Regions from separate parts of the Mus musculus genome. Here region 1 is linked to region 2. The links are chromatin contacts, called in public HiChIP or PLAC-seq maps. All regions are on one chromosome and are shown on one strand. Each heading gives the region's core, a stretch centred on a gene start, on an enhancer-like site or on the middle of the called end of the contact. The rest is flanking DNA. Distances are from core to core; before and after follow the strand shown.

What was found. HiChIP or PLAC-seq counts read pairs in DNA pulled down with a chosen protein or histone mark.
Region 1: a contact with region 2 is called in an H3K27ac HiChIP or PLAC-seq map of oligodendrocyte precursor cells, with 6 times the contacts expected there. The contact joins two enhancer-like sites. A contact is called at or near these places in 2 of 484 Hi-C or Micro-C datasets (cerebellum and uterus) and 2 of 115 datasets of contacts at active chromatin or transcription factors (oligodendrocyte precursor cells and stem cell-derived neural progenitor cells).

Annotation. Positions count from the first base shown.
Region 1 is chr15:92,097,836-92,101,396 of GRCm38.p6, reverse strand. All of the region lies in intron 1 of Cntn1 (contactin 1), which reads right to left. Among named protein-coding and RNA genes, the nearest start is that of Cntn1, 48 kb to the right of the region's middle. Within about 2 kb of position 1,771, at least 9 of the 459 cell types and tissues checked have an H3K27ac peak or open chromatin away from gene starts, as enhancers often do. A contact at or near this core is called in oligodendrocyte precursor cells, where this site is marked.
Region 2 is chr15:91,963,962-91,967,710 of GRCm38.p6, reverse strand. No RefSeq gene overlaps it. Among named protein-coding and RNA genes, the nearest start is that of Cntn1, 85 kb to the left of the region's middle. Within about 2 kb of position 2,405, at least 12 of the 459 cell types and tissues checked have an H3K27ac peak or open chromatin away from gene starts, as enhancers often do. A contact at or near this core is called in oligodendrocyte precursor cells, where this site is marked.

The DNA of each region.
Region 1 (3,561 bases), core at 522-3,021, 130 kb before region 2:
TCCAACCTCTCTTTCTCTGTTTCCAGTCTGCCTTGAGGGGAGCAGTCTTTGCCATGTGCTCCTGTTGCCATGACATACCCAGAAATGGCTGAGCAGAGAGGGTTATGGACTGAACACAGAATACTTGTCCTTCCAAGTTACTTATGTAGGGCATTTTATCACCATGAGGAAATTTAATTAACACAGAAAGAAACTAAATGCATAATTCTGAAGAAGGTGGAAGCATTCTGATATTGTTACAGGAACACCATCAAGATCACAAAACAAATTGGAAGACTGTGAAGTACATGGCCTCGGTTCTCTACGACACTTATTTTGAACAGTATGTTAAAAATTAAGTTAAAATGGGTGTCAGCTTATCGAGTGGCTGCTTCTCAATCATCAAGTTATATGTCATCATCACTTTCCTGAAGGTTGTCCATGCCCAGAATCCTTTTGAGTATAAACTACACTATGAACAATTCAAATAAATAAAAGCACCACAACAAAAGCAAGACAGAGCGATGAGTGATGTCTAAGAAGGAAGGGAAGGACAGTCCTTTCTCCATCCCAGGGAAGGACTTGGTCCCCATTGCTAGAATCTTGAGGAAGGCCTTGAAACAAAAAGACTTATTCCAGGATATCAAAGTCCAGTTTCCTTCCTGCCACAACCTGTGCTGTGTTTGGAAATATTAATGACTCCCATCACTGAGGTCAATGGCACAAAGCGTAATTATGAGAAGACGTGTGGCTTCTTTACATCTCACACCTGTTGCTTAAATGGTCGTAGAATATCCTTAAACTTAATTTTAATCATGAAGCAAATGCATTGAAGGAGATATCTGGGCACTCATCACGCATTTGGTTCTCTTAGTCATGCAGAAAAACATAAAAATTAAACACAATCTACTGCTTTTACAAGCTAGATAGTATATATCTTTTGAAAAATGTGTAAGTAGGTTTAACATGATGATTTTAATAATCATATCATCTTAATGTTCCAGATACTAGCCCCCAAAGAATAAGTTTGAAGTTTCTGAGAATGAATAATACAATTACAAACAATATTATGCACTACAGAATGGCCTTATTTTGATTTAAACAAAATAATTACAAGTTGAGACACACACTTGGATAGTGTCTATTAATATTGTTACCAAAGAGAGAATGTGGGGCAAGCTTTGCTACACCCACACACAACATAGATACTTTCCAAAATCACATGAAGTTTACACCACTTCTAAGGCCTTTATATAGTTCAGTTGTCCAAAAGCGAGTTTGTAAAACAAATAAGAAAAGAAACACAAAAGTTTTAAGGACCTTGCTTCTTGGATTTTAGACAGGCATTATTCAAGGGACAATGAATATGTCACACTTGTAGTTCTGACAGTGAATTTAGGACAAGGGAAATGGCCCCAAAGCCTGGGCTACTGCACACAAACAAAGCAGGCACTGTAGCCAAACTCATCTATCAGAAACAAGGGAACTACACTAGACACAATGGAGGGGCTTGTTCTTATGTTAGCCTACACATGTTGAGAACTCTACAGCTTCAATTTATCTTATTTAGTTGTTCATCAAAGAACACTATACAAGTATCTTGCAAAAACTATTTTATAAATAAAACTTTGAAATGAAATTTTAAATAAAAATGAAGAAAATTATTCTAATATTTTTCAGGTAAACGTTAAGTACTTTAAAACTGCATTTATATTTAAGAGCTTCAAGATGTAGGTCAGGAGACTCTGCAGATGTGCTGTCAATTACCAGCTACTGTATGCTCATCTGACCGAGGTAACACCACTGAAACTGAACACCCAGATACCCAGCCACTTTACAGAAGCAGCTGAAGGGTCGTGTCCTTTAGTCACATGACTGGTGATGCTCGACCTAGAAGCATCTTCAGACACATACATGGCACTCTACACTGATTGGCACTGTTTCCAAATACTGCCATTGATTATATAAAGTCCTTAGGTGGAAGATCAAGTTGTTTGCTTAACAGCTGCTCGAGGTTTGATCTTCAGAAATTCAGAGAGAGAGAGTACCCCTCAGTCCATCAATGTGCCAAGATAAAATATCTTTGACTTTGCCCAATTTCCCTGCTCCTGTAACACTTCCATATACTGGAACCCAGGCAGAACTTAGATATTTTCTGAGATGGTCCTCACCCTTTCCACCTTCTCTCCCACCTCGCTGAATTCTTCTCTGCTGAATGATCCTATTATAACCCAAATATGTTCCTACATCTCCATCTCTATTTATATGTTTGTTTATTCATTCTATGGCATGATCCTCAGGCTCACAGCTTCTACCTTATAGGTGAATACTCTATCACTGGATGATATTCCAACCTCTTTTTTGTTTTACTTTTCTTCTGAACTTATTTTAGATTTGAGAATTTCTTTATATATATATTAGGTATTTTCCTAATTTACATTTCCAATGCTATCCCAAAAGTCCCCCATACCCTCCCCCCCACTCCCCTACCCACCCACTCCCACTTTTTGGCCCTGGCGTTCCTCTGTACTGGGGCATATAAAGTTTGCAAGTCCAATGGGCCTCTCTTTCCAGTGATGGCCGACTAGGCTATCTTCTGATACATATGCAGCTAGAGTCAAGAGCTCCGGGGTACTGGTTAGTTCATAATGTTGTTCCACCTATAGGGTTGCAGATCCCTTTAGCTCCTTGGGTACTTTCTCTAGCTCCTCCATTGGGAGCCCTATGATCCATCCAATAGCTGACTGTGAGCATCCACTTCTGTGTTTGCTAGGCCCTGGCATAGTCTCACAAGAGACAGCTATATCAGGGTCCTTTCAGCAAAATCTTGCTAGTGTATGCAATGGTGTCAGTGTTTGGAACCTGATTATGGGATGGATCCCCGGATATGGCAGTCTCTGACTCTATGTCATTTCTAACCTCCCCTCTGCCCCTCCAATTCTTCCTATAGTAACCCCGTTCTCTCTCAAGTCCATGACTTCTTCCTATTTAATTATTATATATGTGTATACATATATAAATAGAATCTGCTACTGAGTCCATTCAGTGCTGCTAATATGTATGTGCGTGCATGTGTGTGAACTCTCACAGAGAACCACTTGGAATTAGATAACTGATCAGAAGGCTCATTTTATTTTGAGGCAGGGTCTCATTAAGTTGCCTAGGTTGGCCCTAAAATAACTCTGTAACTCCGGTTGGCCTCAAACTGTGATCCTCTTGCCTAAGCATCCCCAGTAGCTGAATTACAGACCTCTGTCATAGGGTCCAGCTACTAACTTCTTTCATAAAACATTGCCATCATGAAATGGTAGCCAGCTTCCCTTGAGCCCATGTTTACATGAATCCACCACTGCCTTCCATGGCCCTTTATGGAAAACCCTAGATCTTTCATGATTGCTTCTGTTTATGACATTCAAAGCCCAATTCAATCAGATTTAACTTTTTGCCTCTCTATGTAATAAGTTTTTAAGTCCTAATGAAATCTACACCATCAAATCAATAGTTAGAGTTCTCATTCTAAAAATCTAACAGAAACACCTGACACAGAGGATCTGTGTTGTCTTCAGAGGACAACTTCAGGAC
Region 2 (3,749 bases), core at 1,156-3,655:
TCTGCTGTGTCTACACACACACACACATACACACACACACACACACACACACACACACACACACACACACACACACACACCAAAGAACATACAGACCCAGAAACCAAAAGGAAACTTGTCCATTGTAGAGAAAAGGATGTCAGGAAGAATATTCATTAAAAATCAACTATGTTCAATTGTTTGAAGTCTGTTCACAAAACGGTGGTTGGGTACAGGCCTCTAATCCCAGCAACAATGAAGCATAGGCAGGCAGATCAAAGGCTATCCCAGGCTGCATAGTCTGTCACTATCTCAAGATTTTTTTTTAAAAAGATGTTTGCTAGTAAAATGGAAAATAACTTCATACTATTAATGAGTTTTATTTATTTTGATTTATTTTAATTCATGTCACTTTACTATGTTGGAATAAATATCCAATGTATGTATACAACATATATGCACATGTGTGTATATATATATATGTATATATGTACATATATATGTTTGCTAAAAAATAGTAAAATTAATACCTAAGTTATACTGAAAGAAAATAAAATTTCTACATCTCAGGATGCCATGAAAGGAATAACAAGAAAGTTTGTATTCTGGAGAGTATAAAGGATGGATTGGTGAGTTTTTACATCATGTACAGTTTACCACAAAACAATTGTTTATGTTTCTGTGTATATGTGCTGATGTGTAAGTATATGTGTATGTTTATGAGTATATATATATATATATATATATATATGGTAGTACATACAAACACACATATATGTTATTATATGTTATATATAATATATGTATATATATATATTATTCAATATTATATGAGGTTTTGCTTTGTGTCACCCTTTGATCTCTAGCTGGGACACTGGTGCTTATGGGTTTAGTCTTCTTTTTCACTGAAAATTATGTGAGATGATTTAGCAGTTTTGACTAGAAGACATTTTCTCTTTAATCACACTGACAGGCTACTTACGTTCTCCTTCTCTTATGAATACTGATAAGTTGTCTTAAAATGGCTTCTTCAGTTAAGTGAACAAATCCTTGCAATGGAGAGCGAACTGAAAGCCAGAATGGCAGACGTGTCTCAACAGAAATCTTACAGGAGTCTCTCATTGCCCTCAAATCTGCCTTTGGAAACTGCTAGAGGGCAGACACTGTCTGTATTGAAATTTGTGCTGGCTTGTTATTTGACTGTAGTAAAACCCTGATAATAGTATTAAAATAGAAACCTACCACCTTCCAGAGCATCAGTGATTGGCACATAAGCCAACAAAGAGCCAGCCAGGTTCTGGACTTGGACCGTGGGAGCCTGGTATGAGGCCCTAGTGTGTGAGGCAGTGTTGATCCCAGCATGTGCTTCTGCTGGGATTACATCCTCAGGCTTCATGGTGAGGTTCTCTGAATGGGTACATATGCGTTAAGCGTTGAAGTTTGGTCTATTGCTATACATTGCAATAAGTATTGTAATGCTATATGTATAGACAAAAGGTCTAGGGTTACTCATGACTTTTCATGTTTACAAGCTTTTGTTGTGCAAACCTTGTTCCTTGATTTAAAACTTTTGGTTAAAAAAAATTGGCTACAGCCAATTACTGGAGGGATTGGAGGTAGATGGATTAGGAGTGACCTTGCTGGTGGAGGAGAAGCCCAGAATAAAGAGGAAAACGGGCATGGAGGAGGAAGCTGTCATGAGGAGAGAGGAGCCATCAACATGTGGCCAGGAGAAAGAGCAAATGTCTGGGGTACACCGCTGGGGAGGTAGCCAAGCCTGCAGTCAGAAGAGTAGATTATGGGTGACCCCCAGGAGTTGTCAAAGCCAAAGAAAATAGCTGTAGTCTGAGTCTCATTTATTTGTAAGCTAGTCGGGCATAAGCTTAAACAGTTCTTACTACAGTTAAGTCAGGAAACAACCTTACACGTGGTTCCTATGAGTGCCAAAGACAATGAAGAGAAAACACATGGCACGTACTTAGGTTTCCCATAATGACAGAAGACTATTGCTTTCCTGGTCAGCAAACATAGGTAACTTAGGTGAGGGTCATACAAAAAAGGGGTAATTCTAGCTTTCAAAGATGATCTCTTTATGATTGTATATTGTGCTTCCGCGGAGGGAAGATTTACTAACTGTTTACTTTGAAGCAGTAAGCTCTGACCCAATTTCTCCAAGCCAGATGGCAAAGCCACTTCCAGCGGGGCAGATGGCCCTATTGATTTGCAGAACCGCGAAAACATCAGGCTTAGGAGATACTCTGGGATGCAACTGGTGCACCCAGAAGATAGAAGACGACCTTTGATGTTAGCCTGGGTACCAAGGAAGCACAGACTGTCAGAAAGAAGTGTGTGGCTTCACACACTCGCACAGTATGGAGGGTGTGAAGCGAAGCATTCAGAGCAAGCCAAGCTGCTCTCGCCAGCACCGGGCGCATTCAAGAAGCTTCATGAACTACCCCTCTTTGTGGATGGGTCCAGCAGTGTTTATGAGTACCAGATGTGCTCGCCATGAAAGGAAATGGGAGAGCCACACATTCATATTCATTAATGAGGTAATAGCAGACATAATCGGCAAAGGCATCTATCTGTCGAAGGCACACTGGTAAGAAACGTTACAAGGAAATATTGCTCAAATGGAAAGCATCCCCAGGATCTATTTTGCCTTGAAATAATTATAAATTATATTGAAAATAACAAACCCCAAGTTTGGCACTGCAAAGAGTGTATCTGCTTGTGATACACTGTGCTTAAATTCCAAGAGAAATACCTCCAGAGCTTTCTGGTAATCAGGCATCTTTAGAGATAGAATTAATTCCCTCAGCAATGATGAGTTCCTAACCTGCAGAGGCCAATCTGCAAATATAATATGGGAGAACTCATTAGCACCTGAGAAGATAGTGTCCTTGCTGGGAGTAAAAGCATTGATCAGTGGCTTCATTCTTTTAAGCATCACAAAAGTGAGTGTTCCCATTCTTTAAGAGAGTATTCAGGAATGAAAGATTTGAGCCTAGGCCTGAGTCTAAGAATGCTTTGTCTATACACCATGGTTTCCTAATCTCGCTTATGGGCAAGCTAACACTGACCTACAGGTACAAATACTCCATCAGAAATTATTCTTCTAGATAAACTACAATGAAATAATTTAAATTACAAGCTTCACACACATTTATCATCCTATTGCCTAGCCTTATTTACTATTTGACCCTAATTGTACTTATGGCAAAAGAAATTTAGACTCCTTGCCTGTTAATGGTTATAAATGATCAGATAATCAAGTTCTATCCAAGGTTTTATATGGATGTTTAGGCTTTGGGGAAAGGAAAATTAAAGGCCATTTACAAACACATGCTTTCAAGCTATTTTATTTTAAATGTGTGATGTACATGTATTTGTAATAAATTCAACAATAACATTTCTATTGTGTTCTAGTGGTCCATTGTCTAATTCTACTGTATGACAAACTTTATTTATTTGGTTCTTTCAAGACAGGGTTTCTCTGTATAGCCCTGGCCATTCTGGAACTTGCTCTGTAGACCAAGGTAGCCTCAGATTCAGAGCTCAGGGTCAGAGACACATTGTGACCACAATGCAGGAATGAAGCTGTCTCTCTCTTTGTGTCAGCATTTACTTAGTACCTCTGAGACATGACTGTTTAGATATTATTTAAGATCCTTCAGTTATACTTTACATTTTTTTCAGTGGGGCTTTACAGCTGAAACATGCTATCTTTGTAAAGACAAAAAAAAAACCACAACAAAACAAACAAACAA